2 separate regions of the Sus scrofa genome follow, and region 2 is linked to region 1. The links are chromatin contacts, called in public Hi-C maps. All regions are on one chromosome and are shown on one strand. Each heading gives the region's core, a stretch centred on a gene start, on an enhancer-like site or on the middle of the called end of the contact. The rest is flanking DNA. Distances are from core to core; before and after follow the strand shown. Region 1 overlaps SKP2 (S-phase kinase associated protein 2). Region 2 has its middle 78 kb from the start of RANBP3L.

Region 1 (7,640 bases), core at 1,633-4,132:
AGTCTTTGACATTTTAAGGAGACACCCCCTGCCCAAAAGCCTCTTGTATGGGTATCACCTACGACACAGCAGAACACTCTGAAAATACAACGGAAGAGACTGAAAAGCAAACGAAGGGACAGAACCTAGAAACGAATCATTTAAAAGCCATAATTTCTAACTTAAGAAGGATAAAATGATGCTGATGGCTGTTTAGTTTTAGTAAACAAAAGATATTTATAAACCTTTTCCCAGGTTCACGCCTCTACCTCATCTACATGATCCTGGTTGCCTCATAAAACCTTAAATTCCTTAACTATAAATCCTCCCACAACAATTGTTGCTGCTTGTCTCTCCTAATCTCAGATCAGATTACTATCTCCAGCTTGGGTTTCTTACTTAAATGAGAACTATGGAATAATTGGAACGCTTGGATATACGATATCAGACCAGGGAAGGAGCAAGGGAATAAATATAAGGCTCCTGGTCTAAAGGTGAAAAATCCACAGTCTCCCAAGTACTTCAAAGCATTATCATTACGGAAGAAAGAACCTCAAATTTCAATTTCCCACTTCTGAGATAAGAAGTGAAAATTCTTGGGCCTTCTCGTTGCGGCTCAGCAGGTTAAGAACCCAACTAGTATCCATGAGGATGTGGGTTTGATCCCTGGCCTTGCTCAGTGGGTTAAGACTCTGGTGTTTCTGTGAGCCGTGGCATAGGTGGCAGATGCGGCTCGGATCTGGCGTTGCTGTGGCTGTGCTGTAGGCTGGCAGCTGCAGCTCCGATTCAACACAGAGCGTGGGAACTTCCCTATGCCAGGGGTGTGGCCCTAAAACAAACAAACAAAAACAGAAAGGAAAATTCTTTAGCAAAAATGACTTTCTGGAAATTCCAGCTGAAGATCCTAAGAATCCTTACTAGGTATTTCTTTCCATCAGTTGCTGCAATGACTGAAATTAGAAACAGTTTATCTTGCAAACTTTTAAGGACAGGGTACTAGCAAATTCATCTTAATGGAGTCACAAAGTAAACCAGTATACTCTTTATGTAATGTCTAAAGAAACATATCTTTTATCTTAAAGTTCAAGTCAGCACCTTTCTGTGGTCTGTTCTATTCTGGTGATCTGACTTGTCACTAAACTCCCTGATGCCTCTGTTTCCCTCATTTCAAGACAATATCTAAACAAATCAGTTACAATGCAGTGAGGGTTCACACCTAGATCTGTGACTTCCGGCTCACCCTTGAACCATCATTTCACACTGCCTGCAGATATTACTACGCAAGCACTGCCATCCCACTGGATAAAAATATTATAATGTGAGGGCTCACAGCTTCTCTTTAACCCCTGCTCAAGGGAAAGCATTTGGGTATTACCTGCTTTAACTCTCGAGAGAGAAAGAATAAAAGTAGGACGCATGGGTAGTCTCCTGAGAAAAGCAACCAAAAAAGGATGATCACTGCACTCCTCGGGGGCTCCACTGTCAATGAAGCTGGAGCCCAGATGGCAAGGACAGGAAAGGAGGGATGACAGAGCAACCTTTTTAGTGGACACTCCAGGCTCCAAGGACTTCTGGGTACTAGAAAATTCACATGGCAGATTTTTTTTTTTTGTCTTTTTAGGGCCACACTCATGGCATATGGAGGTTCCCAGGCAAGGGGTCGAATCGGAGCTACAGCTGCCGACCTACACCACAGCCACAGCCATGCCAGATCCGAGCCGCATCTGCGACACACAGGACAGCTCACAGCAACACTGGATCCTTAACCCACTGAGCGAGGCCAGGGATCAAATCCGAAACCTCATGGTTCCTAGTTGGATTTGTTTCCACTGCGCCACAATGGGAATTCCAGGAGATTTTAATAAGAGTTTCATGTACATGAGTTTGGCCTCTAACATATGAAAGCCCTGGAACTAAATACTGGCAATCCCTTTTAGGCAGTGCTTTTCCAAATGAGATAGCAGCTCAGACCCTGAGCCCTAAGATCAATTAAAGTGATTTATTAAAAAATATAATTACTGGATTCCCTAATTCTACTAGTTAACTCCATATAGCTGAAGGATCTGATTTATTCATTAATTTTTAAAACTAACTTACAAGCTCCAAACCAGTCAGGTGAGGACTAACTACATAAATTCTTTGTTCAAATTCACCACCCTTCTTTGGTATGAACCACAAGTCTGATTACCTTCATATGGAAAGGAAGCTTAGGTGAGGTCAGCAGCCCCACTCAGGGAATATTGGAGAGAATGAGAAAGGGGCCTCAGAACAAATCCAAGATGTTGACTTTTTTCTTTTCTTTTCTTTTTTTTTTAGGGCTGCACATATGGCACATGGAAGTTCCCAGGCAGGGGTCAAATCAGAGCTGCAGCTGCCAGCCTGCGCCACAGCCACAGCAACACCAGATCCAAGCTGCCATTTGCCACCTATGCTGAAGCAATTCTTAACCCACTGAGCAAAGCCAGGGATTGAACCTGCATCCTCACAGAGATTATGTCAGGTTCTTAACCCATTGAGTCACAATGGAAACTCTCCCAAGATACTGATTTCTTACGGTTTTCAATAAAATTGCAATATACTTATATTTAACGTGGGAGGAACTTTCCAGCCCTTTGAAATACAGGAAAACTTTTGGAAATGAGAGAGATGATATTATTCCCAGGATGGCTTGAGAATAACAATAATAGCACTTCTTAAAAGGAAGCCGGACCAGATTGCTTTTTTCTGTGCACTTCCTTGATTTTGTGGAAGTTGCTGAGCCGATACAAAATTAACCCCTGGAAGAACTACTATATTAGATACAGACTATTTTGTACCTGTCCAGGAGACCCAAGCTGTGGACCCAGCTCAGCTATTAACTCAATATTTAGCTTTGGCTAAATTGCTTCACTCTTTTGAACCTCACCACCCTCCACCCCCACTCCCCGCCACACCACCGCCTCCAGCTCACTTCAAAGAAAGCACCACTCTTACAATATTTACTAGTTAAATACTTCTATTTTTCCCATTCCCTGACCATCCAGGATAGACACCACTAGAAGACTGCAGAACTTCTCTAAGCTCAGATGAAGGGTTATGGAATTAACTGCAGTTGATTTGAAAAAATTCAGAAACACACACACAGTCTGCCTCTCTATTAAAATCTGAGCTTCGTGGGAGTAAAGGCTCTCTTCCTCTTTTGCAAGTACTAGTACAGTCTTCTAATATTTAAACCTGCTCCCAGCTAAATAAAGGTTTATTGACCTACTTCAATCAATTCAACTTTGCCAGACATTTTAAGGAAAAAAAAATCTGCCCTGGTTTTGCTAGTCTTTCCTCACTAGTTTGCGGTACTCTAATTTGATGTTTAAGTTGTAAACATCTGTTGTTAATAACACAGGGACAACTCTTTACACCAAGTGACACCTCTTTCCATCCTTGCTTTAAAAAATAAAGATACTTACAGTAAAGTTTCGGGTATTATGTCATAGCATCGACTGAGGGATAGGTGTTGGAGGTAGTTGAGCTGGTAAAATTCCTGAAAGCAGTCATTCTTCAGCATGACACTGTCACTGTAACAGAGTAGGAGAAAAAAGTCAAAATCTATCCATCAGTCCCAGAGGGAGAAGACAGGAACAGTCTCCTGCTTGGTTCCTTTGATTCAACACATTGAGATCCTTTCCTCATTCAATAAGGAATCATGATTTTTCAGCTTCTGCTCTAAGATAAATAAACAAAAAATACCTTAAATCTAGGTGGACCAGATTGGGACATCTTCCAACTAAGGTGGAGACATCTAGAAAAAAAAATATGGTCACTGTCAAATGAGGAACATGACAAGGATATCTGCTGTCAACACTTCACTTAACACTGTGCTAGGATTCGGAACAATGCGTTACAGTCACACACTATGAGGACAAATAAACAAAATTATCATCGTGGCATATAAGACTTTCCACCCAGAAAACCCAAGAGACTCATCTGAAAAACTACTGGAAACAGTAAGAGAACTAACTGTGTAAAAGGCCTGGTTAACAAACACCACAGCTTCTCTAGATGTCTAGCAATAGCTGCCTAGAAATATAATAGGGAAAAAAAAATCCCCATTTACTACAGCAAAAAGCAAAACCAAACACCACAATATATAAACAAATAACATATATGAACAAACAACATATCACAAAGGTATCATTCAAAATCAGTGAGTGAAATCAGGGATTTTAAAAAAATAATATGGCCACTACCACTGGAAAAAATTTATGTTTCCAATTCAAATAATACATCCAAATAAATTCCACATATATTAAAAACTTCTAAAGGCACAAATGTGGGTAAGTATTCACTGGATCTTGGGATAGGTATGGAGTTTCTAAACAAAAAAGAAAACATTAAGGGAACACTGATAAATAACTAAATAAAAATGTAAAAACTCTACCATGTTAAAGCAAAATAGCACACAAGTAGAATTAACAAAGTAAGAGAAAACGGAGAATAAACGTTTCCAACATACATTTAGCAGAGAGCTAATGGTCTTAATATGCAGAGTATAAAAAAAGACAAACAATAGAACATGGGCAAAGAACACAGATACCTTTTATAAAATACAGAAATAATGAAAATGGAGCAAGAAATGGGAAATAAAATCAAAATATTACTCTTCTGCTATCAAGTGGAAAAAACTCTATTATAATAACCCAATTGATGAAATATAATATAGCAGGTACCTCATATACTAAAAGTGGATATCTAATTTTACACAGCCTTTCAGAAGAACTGGTTTTTTTGTGAGGATGAATGGATTTGTTTTAAGTGTTCAGGACATTACACACTTTACTCTCTGGCCAGTAATTCCACTTTTAGAAAAATAATTAGAGATGTGCATTAAATAATTAGAGATGTACATTAAAATAGTCATTGTAATGAGTGTTATAAAAGCCCTTCCCCCCAATTAGTTTAAGGGGTCAAACTTTATCCATTCTACGGAACACGATGCTAACAACAGCTACTAAAAAGCTTTTGAATAACATTTCATGACATGAAATAATACTCAGTATATACCGTATGGTGAAAACAAGACAAAACATATACAATGCATTACAATCTCAATGTGGTTCAAACACACAAACTCACATACCCGGAGACAGAGGGTGGGGTTGGAAGGCTGAAAGGAAATACACCCAAAGGTTGACGCCATTACCAAAGGTGGTGGGATCGGAGATAACTTTTCAGAATTTGGAAAAAATCATACACGGTCGTTGGTAAGCAGAAAATGAATCAGTTACGAGGCATTTACTTTAAAAAATATAGACGATTCTATTAATATTTGAGGGTTTTTCTTGCCTTCTCACAGCTCCACCTTCAGCTCCATCCCTTCCCCTAAATCCTAGACTTGCATTTCCAACCTTCTCCTCAACATATCCACTGGGCTATATGACAGCTACCCAGGCTTTTTTTTTTTTTGGGGGGGGTCCTTTTGTCTTTTAGGGCTGCACCAGCAGCACATGGAGGCTCCCGGACTAGGGGTCAAATTGGAGCTGCAGCCGCCCGCCTCCACCACAGCCACAGCAATGCAGGATCTGAGCCTCGTCTGTGACCTACACCACAGCTCACGGCAATGCTGGATCCTTAACCCACTGTGCAAGGCCAGGAATTGAACCCTCGTCCTCATGGATGCTAGTCGGGTTTGCCAACCACTGGGCCATGACGGGAACTCCAGCTATCTCAAGCTTATGCCTGACACCAGATACTTGATTTCTCCCCTAAATCTGCTCCTTCCCTAGTCTTCCCAACCTTAGTAAATGGGAACTACACTGATTCCGCTGCTGTCGCCAAAACCCTGTGAGGCATACTTAACTGTTTGCTCACATCCCACACCCAATCTGTCACCAAATCCTGTTAGATCAGCTGTCAAGACGTGTCCCACGTCGGATCATGTCTTAACTTCCTCACGTGTTACCACCCTGGTCTCCAGCAGCCTTTTCTCAACCCAGCACCAGAACAAGATGTTTCAAAGAAAAAGTCAGATCATTTTGTCCCTGCTCAAAACAACTGAATGGCTTCTCATCTGACTCAGGAAAAAAAATTGCAACAGAGCTTTTGTTTTGGCTTAGAGAGCCCTGGGTCATCTCATCTCTTACCACTGCCCTTGCCTCCTCTCCCACCCCGGCTCCCATGCCCAGAGGGGAAAAATCTCAAACATTAATAACGTGTGTCTGTTTTAAGAAATAAATAACAAGAATTGATTCATTGGCTGATTGCAAAACCACTTGCTGGTCCTTGGTTCTGGGATGTTCTTTCTTTACATATCGACGTGGCTCATTCCTTTACTCCTTCAGGTCTGCGCTCGAGGGTCACGTCTTCAGGGAGGCCTTCTCTTGGACCAGTCCAGCTGAAAACAGTTCCCCTTCCTGCTACACTCTACCGGAGCGCTCTGCTTTAAATCTGTCCTCCTTGCGTTTTCATCTCCTCTTCCCAACATTGAGTTCTTTATTGATTGTCTGACTCCCCCACCCCATGGAAGCTGCACAAGGATGACTTTCTCTGTTTCGTTCACGGCCATGTCTCTCAAGTCTGGAACAGGGCTCTGCGCAGCATAGATGCTGAAGATGGGCACAACACAATTTTGAGTGACCCAATATCTCGCCAGCCAACCAGTCGCCCACAAAATTCACAATCACATACCATCTTATTTCACCACCTTGGGAAAGAAAAAACTTGGGGAATTAAACGGGTTAAGTCTTTTTTTTTTTTTTGTCTTTTTTGTTGTTGTTATTGTTGTTGTTGTTGCTATTTCTTGGGCCGCTCCCGCGGCATATGGAGGTTCCCAGGCTAGGGGTTGAATCGGAGCTGTAGCCACCGGCCTACGCCAGAGCCACAGCAACGCGGGATCCGAGCCGCGTCTGCAACCTACACCACAGCTCACGGCAACGCCGGATCGTTAACCCACTGAGCAAGGGCAGGGACCGAACACGCAACCTCATGGTTCCTAGTCGGATTCGTTAACCACTGCGCCATGACGGGAACTCCTAAACGGGTTAAGTCTTTATCTCCAGCCCTTGTTTAAACCCCATCTTCCCTTGGTGAGAAGAGGAAACAGGAGTCACCGCCAAGATTCCTCATCACTATCTCCTTCAATTCACTGGAGTTAGGAGGGATCTTAGAAACTACCTCATCTAACCTGTCATTTCATTTTTAAATTTTATTTTACTATCCTTATTTTTTAAGGCCACATTTGCGGCGTAGGAGTCGAACTGGAGCTGCAGCTGCCGGCCTGAACCACAGCCATGGCAACACCAGATCTGAGCAGCATCTGTGACCCATGCCACAGCTTGCAGCAACACCAAATCCTTAACCCATAGCGCAAGGCCAGGATACCAGTTGGGTTCTTAACCCGCTGAGCCACAATAGGAACTCCTAACCTACCATTTCAGAGAGAATTTCAGCTAAAGAAGTCAAGTCAAATCCAAGACCAAAAGCTAGGTTCTCCAAGACCTGACCTACTGTCCCACAGGGAGGTAGTGTAGTGATGGGTGAAGAATGGAAACATCTACCACCAACAATTCTTGCTCTTTCTCTAGGCACCAGGTGATTCAACATTTTATACACGTATTTACTCATTTATTCCTTACTCTAGCTGTAAGAGATGGCTTCTATCATTAATTCCATTTTATTGATGAGGAAAT
Region 2 (7,640 bases), core at 1,324-3,823, 200 kb before region 1:
AGCTTCAGACACATTCCCAGAGCCTTCAGCACTGACACACTTCTCTCTACAACTATTGAGAAACTGAAACTTGACGCTCAGAGTTTTCTTCAGTGTGAACTCAACCACCTCTGAGCTCTATGGCCAGATTGGCAAGGCTTCTGGGTATCTATGACCCAGACAGCTGGTGTTGGGGCTCTGATGGTTAGAAGGGATGAAGGAAATAAAGAGAATAGAGGGAAATGGATTTTGCCTCCCACCACCCCAACTCAGCTAAGGACATATCTCCTAAACTCTTCTCCCCACTAACCAAAAAAAATTTTTTTAAATAGGAAAAGAATAGTGATATCTTTGATTTTTAAAAGAATCCAACTAGGTCCATGGCAGCCCATAAGAAAAACTATATTTAACTCCCTTGCAGTTAGATATGGACTTGTAACCAATTTCTGGCCAATGGGATGAGAGTGGTTCCAGATGCAAATTACAGGCTAAACCCTTAAAGCGGAAGGATGTAACCTTTCTCACCTGTATCCTCTTTCCTCCATCTTGCTGATTAGAATGTGGCTGCATCTTGTACCAGGCATGGGAGATAGCCTGTTGAATGGCAAACCAAAAAGATAAAGTGAGTTCCCTGGTGGCCTCATGAGTTAAAGATCTGGCATTATCACTGCTGTGGTGTGGGTTTGATCCCTGACACAGGAACTTCTGCAGGCCACAGGCCTGGCCAAAAGTAAGATAATAAACAAATAAATACACCAAGATAAAAGGAATCTGGGTTCTTGTTAATTTGGCAGAGCAAAGCTGTCTTAAAGACCTCATTTAGGACTGTCTGTCATGGCTCAGCAGGTTAAGAACCCAACTAGTATCCATAAGGATGTAGGTTTGATCCCTGGTCTTGCTCAGTGGTTAAGGATCCGGTGTTGCCGTCAGCTATGGTCTAGGTCCACAGATGCAGATGGGATCTGGCATTGCTGAGGCTGTGACTGTAGCTGGCAGCTGCAGCTCCGGTTTGATTCCTAGCCTGGGAATGTCCATACTCTGTGGGTGCGGTCCTAAAGTTTTTCGTTTTTTTTTTTTTTTTAAACAGAGGCCATTTAGTCTAGTAGTTCTACAGGGTAGGTGCAATTCTGTCTCCCAGGGAACATTTGGACGTGTCTGGAGACATTTTTTGTTGTCCCATTTGGGGGTGCAGAAGTTGCTGCTGGCATCTAGTTGGTAGAAGCCAGGGTTGCTATGCACAGGACACCTCCCTTCCTCGAAAAGAAAGAATCATGCAGCCCAAAATATCATCAATGGTGCTGAGGCTGAGAAGCCACAAAGCACTTCAATTAGTAGTGAAGCACATCTAAGACACGGTGAAATTGAGTGAGAAGCCTTGGTTCCACACAGACTACTGGGCAGGGGCCATTACCTAGGGCTCCTGATGCTTAGGCCAGAGGTTTAATATTTTTAACTATCTCACCAACGCCCCCCCCCACCAGATGCATTTTATTCTCTCTTCCATTCATTTAATGAGCGGATGAATGGGGAGACATAGTACTTAAAGGACTAAGGAAAAGGCACACCCTTCTTCTACCTTGACTCAATAGTATTTTATCACCAAACTTTTACCAAACAACTATTTGGTACAGACCTCTAGGCTGCATGCCAGGTTCATGCTGCAAATTAAGGCACATGCAGAAAGAGAAGACACATAATGCAATGGAGCTCATGGCAGTACAAAGCCCCCACCCTCCTCCCTGGCAATGCGTGGGTGGAGATGGAGAGGAGAGAGAGAGAGAGATGATGGTGGGCTCTGGTGGGCAGAGATCTAGTGACAGAGCCAGGTCTTCCAGCCTGATGAACCTCCACCTGGCTATGGTGGGCTTGGACATCAGGCTTCATCCAGGGTGTAAAAGGATCTGTGCACAGCCCCTGGGCATAGGCGCTGGCCCTAGGAGTTTGCGATGGACATTCATTATGTTGGACTGCTAGCACCTTTCCTCTCCCTTCATATGACAGCCAGCAATCTGATTCTTGGTTGCCAAGCTGCTCCACCCCGATTCTACAGGATTCTGGTGGGGTGCCCATCACAGCACTCTCTTGGATATATTCTAGTTGTCTCTCCAGATCCTCTCTCCATCCTGCTCTGTGACCCAAAAACCCAGCTGAGCTGAAGCTTGCAGCTGACGTAGCTTAGGTGGAAACACTCCTTCTAATGCTCCTCTCTCAACAGAAAAGTGTCCCTGCCTTGCCCGACACAATCTCTCTCAGACCCAAGAGCTGACCCGATAAACTCTTTCTCATGGAAGTGATAAGAGAAGATACTTTGGCCGGAAAAAAAAAAAAGACACTAATATCCAGTTTGAAAATCCAGATCGAGAGCTTGATTATCTCAGGGTCACTTAACTCCTCTGAGCTCCAGTAGTTTCCTCTGGAAATTTGCGATAAACATAACCCCAGGAAATGGCTCTAGACTGGGAGAGATTTCCGGTTCCTGGCTGCTGGTGGGGGGTGAATTTTTTTTTCCTTTGGTGGTGAGCGAGGTCTGGGAAAGTCCTGAAGAGGCTAATGTGCAAGTTCGCTGACCATTCCAGACCGCAGGCATTTCCTGTCGTACCGCTGATAAGCCTGACATGATTGCAGGGAAAGCATGAAAGCTGGTGGTTATAGAGAGTCTGGACAGCTCATCCAGGCCCTCTTGTGCAGAGCCAGCCTCTCTCTGCCACACGCCCCTCGCTCTGGGAAGGACCCCACTGAACGTGCTTCCAGAGAGGTCCCTGCAAAGCTGGCCCTGGGAAGCCCCCTTGCTCTCTGCCAGGAGAGTTTCCAGCCTCCCCTCTACTTCAGGGAGTCATGTTACAGGAGCTGTGATGCTCCCAGAGGCTGGGGGAGCACAGCCTCTGCACAATGTGATCACCATTTGTGTTGCTATAAACAAAAAGACCAAGTGAAAAGGTTGAGAAAATGTTTCATGTAATAATGGCTTGGAGAGAAAAACAGAAACTCTTCAGACACTTCCAGAATCCCCCAAAGATCAAAATGGCAGCACCCACAGTGCAAGCAGAAGCACCCTGCCTCTTCCTTTGGTCATTGTTTTCCCTTATCAGCCAAATTTGTCCATATTTCTGCCTCAGATTGGCCTGTGGGTTAGCCCTGGACAGACCAGCCGCCTGGGGTCCAGGGTGTGTCATTGCTCTGTTCTTGGCCACACCCCCACACCTGGCTTTAGCTGTCCTCCCCTGGGTCTGCATTCTCCTAGAAGGTAGACAGGCAGGCAGGCAGGCAGATCAGTTCTTTTCATCGGCATTTATTTTAACATGTCAGCTCTGCCATGTTGGTTTCAGTGCTGCTGCTTCATGAACAGATTTTAAATGCGCCATATTGGTATTTCTGTTTCCCAAACATGGCTCCCCAAGGGCTTGTGCTGTTCTTTAATTTGCAGGTCCTGACTCTAGTGGGTAACCACTCTGTTTCTAGTCTTTATGTGGTTGACCAAATACTGTTAGTCCGAAAGACAGACTTTGTAATCAGCTTTGTGACGTTGGGAACATTCCTTCTTTTCTCTGGGCCTCAATTTCATCCTCTACAATTTTAAAAAGGGGGTTGGCTCAACTACCCTATTAGGTCCTTTTCTGTTCTGTGGGATTGAATTTCTAACACTCTTCACAAACTCTCAAATAATCTAGATTACTATGTTTATACATGTCAGTATGTACTTAATTTCATTTTCTAAAAAAACCTATTTCATTAACAAGTATCACTTATAATGTTTTTGCAAGAGAACTATTAATAGGTCAGATTCAGAGTAAGGCTGATACAAGTGGTGTGTTGGTTATACAACAAACCAGCCACGAGGGGGCCCTCTGGTGACTCCAGAGAAGCTGGAAGACAAAGCTGGAAGGAAAACAGAATGTGACATAGCTTTGCAAAGGGTTTACCAAGGGGCAACACACACACACACACACACACACACACACACACACACACACACGTGAACACAGTTCTTCTCCATGTATAACCCCTTGCATAGCCAACAAAGCAAACAGTGGAAATTTCCAGCACAACTGACAAGCAGTTTCCAGTCATTAACTCTCTGCTTCCTGAGTTTTGCAGAGATTCATGGTATATGCAGGCTGCTCATAAACTTTGTTTGAGAAATTGTAAATTTTCCATGTCCTCTTGTCAGCTGAGTGCTCTTTCTCACTGTATCATGTTGGAAAAATTCCTAATGTTTTAAGTTCAATAGTCCATTTGTTATTGAGACTATAATGAGATAATTGGACAGATTTTTTTTTTAAATAACATTTTAAGAACACTAATGATTAGTACCAAATAGCAAATAAAAGTATGCCCTGTGGCTCTCAGCATTGGTGTCAGTCTGGAAATGTTTATTTTTGAAGCAATGAACAGACTTGGGCAAAACAATCATGATTATTCAACCTTCTTTCCCTGTGGGAAATGAAGGCTCGCTGGAGTTTCATTCATGGCTTTTTTATTTCCTTCCTTCCAAGCAAATAGTGGCTTGGAAGTAGAAGTAGTCTGAGCCTTGGTTCCAAGAACTCCTGACTTCAGCTGCTACCATCAAAGCTTTCTGACCAGAAACAGGTCGTAGTGACAGTCACCCCCATAAAAATTACTGAAAATGGTAATAACTGAATGTTTACTGTTTGCTTTATAAAGAAGGTACTATTATTCCCACCCTTGTTTTACACTTGGGAAATTGATTTTAAAGAGGCTAAGTATCTTGCCTGAGGTCACATAGCTGCTAAGTGCAGAATCTGGATTGAATCCAGGATATGTTAAGGCCAGAGACTGATTTCTTAACCATCCTGGTTCACTGTCCAGGGGGAAAGCTTTTTTTCTCTTTTTTTCTTTTTTCTTTTTTGACTATCAAGTAAGAGATTTTCAGCACCACCTTCTTCCCCAACACCCTATACCACCCAATTGGGCTAAGGGCGAAGAGTTAACCAAACAATTCAATCCTGTTTTACAAATATTTATTGAGATGGTACTATTTTTAGGTACCATTGCTAAGCTATGCCATGGGGTCTGTGGAGATAAATAGCTAAGGTCACAGTATTTATAATCTTATGATGGGAAACCTGTATTTATAATTATAGCTGGAATCATAGCTATCAGCAGAATGTGACTGTATAACAGAAACAGCAATAAGCGTTCAAAGAAAGTAAGAAATACATATAAATGGAAGATCTGGGCTGTTTTCAGGGATACTTAAAGTAGCTTTTTCTTTTTTTTTTTTTGTCTTTTTGCCTTTTCTAGGGCCACTCCTGTGGCATATGGAGTTTCCCAGGCTAGGGGTCGAATCGGAGCTGTAGCCGCCGGCCTACGCCAGAGCCACAGCAACGCAGGATCGGAACCGCGTCTGCAACCTACACCACAGCTCACAGCAACGCCGGATCCTTAACCCACTGAGTAAGGCCAGGGATCGAACCCGAAACCTTATGGTTCCTAGGCAGATTCGTTTCCGCTGCGCCACAATGGTAACTCCCAGGATGTAGTAATTTTAAAATACTTTTTAAAAAGAGGGTCCCTTTTAAGATGATCACAATATCCTGAAGCAAGGAAATTCCATGTGGTTAAATTTGTTGTACACATATTTATGCTTAGGTTGACTGCTTCAGAAACTACATATAGTTAATTCCACTAATGTATATTTTGTTTTTAAAAACACTCCTTTTTGTTGCCTTTATAGAGTACCTTTCAGGGGCGAGGTGGTGGTGAGAATAAGAATTGTATTTGCTTGCTTGTCCCCTTAAGAAGTCTAGACTAGAGAGTTCATGTTGTGGTTCAGCGGGTTAAGAATTGCACTTGTATCGACCAGGATGCGGGTTCGATCCCTGGCCCTGGGAACTTCCATATGCCACAGGAGTGGCCCTAAAAAAAATTAAAAAAAAAAAAAGAAGTCTAGAATAATTCACAGGAACATAAAAGCAGTTCCTGGATGGGGTGTGTGTGTGTGGTGGGGGGCGTGTTTTGGAACCTGTGGAGGTAGCAGAGAACAAGACTGGGTGTATGACTTCTTACAGATCATCTTTGATATTTGTTCATATGTTTAATTTTTTGACCCATGTGAATGACCTGCAGCTCTAAAAAATAAGCAAAAAAATCCAATAAAAGAAGTTCACGTAACTCTGTATTTTTGAAAATGCAGAGATGGTCTCTAGAAAGAGGACCCTGAAGAAAGTGATTATAGAGATAAGCTCCGGGGAGGACAGAGCGGCCAGGGCAGGGCCAGGAAAGGAAAGAGGCGAATTTTTCACTCTGTCGCTTGTTGAAGACTTTTAATTCTGTGCTATGTACATGGATTATCTGTTTATGAATATGTAAATGCAAAAGGAACATAACCTTAAACTAGAATGACTCTTCTGATGACTCGAATGAAGGGTTTGGAGCAGAAGGACCAAGCAGAGAGCATCCTGGACCTTCACAAAGCCTCATCTGCATCCTGGAAAGGCTTCCTCCTGACCAAAAAAAGTGGTACCTCCTCTGAATGTGGCCCCAAATCCCCATGAGCTGAACGTCACTTACTTTAGAAATAGTTTCCTTTATGTTTTTCTTGGAAGGATCACATATTAAGCTTTTGGTGACCATTTCTCCCCTAACAAACATGGGAATGTCACAGTGGGAAAATTCTAAGAAAAACAGAAGTAAGAGCAAGGATGCCCTCCACTCCCAATGGAGGTGTTTTTGTTTTTGTTTTGTTTTTTAAGAAGAAGAAAAGAAGATGTCTTAGAAAAGGACAGCATTAAATCCTTTTGCCTTTCAATTTTCCAGATTTCCCTCTACCCCCACATGAGCATCTGCAAGCATCACGTGAAATAGTTTACCAGACCCTTTTCAGGATAGAGTTTACAGCAGGATGGAAGGAACAGAGGCACCCAGGTCCCTCGGTGGATAAGGGGCCATCCAGAGAGACAAAGTACAGAAAGGGGAGTGACGTACCTTAGGCTACGCCAATTGTACTGTTCTGAGTAAAGGGAGAACAGGGCGTACCCAATTCTTGGCAATAATGTGTTGTGGGTGGGAAGGCGGTTGGGGGGAGGGGGCTGTTTTATGGGCAGGTGGGCTCTGGGGTGGAGGAATGCTACGCACACTCAGCACATCTCCTGTAACAAGCCCCTGGCCCAGGAAGTGGCTGTCAGAGAACTAATGATGATCGAACTTGTCCTGGCACATCCTTAATGCCCAAGATGAAGTTGGTGTAAACTTGAATAGCTAATAATGTATATTTTTCTTGAATACTAAGAGGACTTATTTTTTTATTTTTTGTCATTTGTCTTTTTAGGGCTGCACCTGTGGCATATGGAGGTTCCAAGGTTCTCCTACACCAGAGCCACAGCAATGCCAGATCTGAGCCACATCTGTAAGCGACACTACAACTCATGGCAATGCCAGATCTCTAACCCACTGAGCGAGGTCAGGGATCGAACCTGAAACCTCATGGTCCCTAGTCAGATGTGTTTCTGCTGCACCACAATGGGAACTCCAAGAGGCCTTATTCTTAAGTCCAGGAACTAAAAGATTCAACTAGAAAGAGTGAATTCTTCTAAAGGCTCAGACCTCTTAACTGGCAGAGGAGTGCATATCTTTAACAAAATGCACTGGGTTTCTCTTTAAGTGACTTAATTTTATGCTAGGGAATGATAAGGGGAAATGAA

Evidence for each region. A called contact is a pair of places that touch in the nucleus more often than the background predicts.
Region 2: a Hi-C map of fetal liver shows a contact between it and region 1, with 1.7 times the contacts expected there. The contact joins two enhancer-like sites. A contact is called at or near these places in 1 of 5 promoter capture datasets (liver) and 13 of 47 Hi-C or Micro-C datasets (adipose tissue, alveolar macrophages, brain and 8 more).

The regions. Positions count from the first base shown.
Region 1 is chr16:21,490,108-21,497,747 of Sscrofa11.1, reverse strand. SKP2 (S-phase kinase associated protein 2) reads right to left here. Exons shown (of 10, transcript NM_001171755.1): 8 at 3,703-3,754; 9 at 3,423-3,530. Among named protein-coding and RNA genes, the nearest start is that of SKP2, 31 kb to the right of the region's middle. Within about 2 kb of position 2,882, at least 3 of the 83 cell types and tissues checked have an H3K27ac peak or open chromatin away from gene starts, as enhancers often do. A contact at or near this core is called in fetal liver and liver, where this site is marked.
Region 2 is chr16:21,686,139-21,693,778 of Sscrofa11.1, reverse strand. No RefSeq gene overlaps it. Among named protein-coding and RNA genes, the nearest start is that of RANBP3L, 78 kb to the right of the region's middle. Within about 2 kb of position 2,573, at least 18 of the 83 cell types and tissues checked have an H3K27ac peak or open chromatin away from gene starts, as enhancers often do. A contact at or near this core is called in fetal liver and liver, where this site is marked.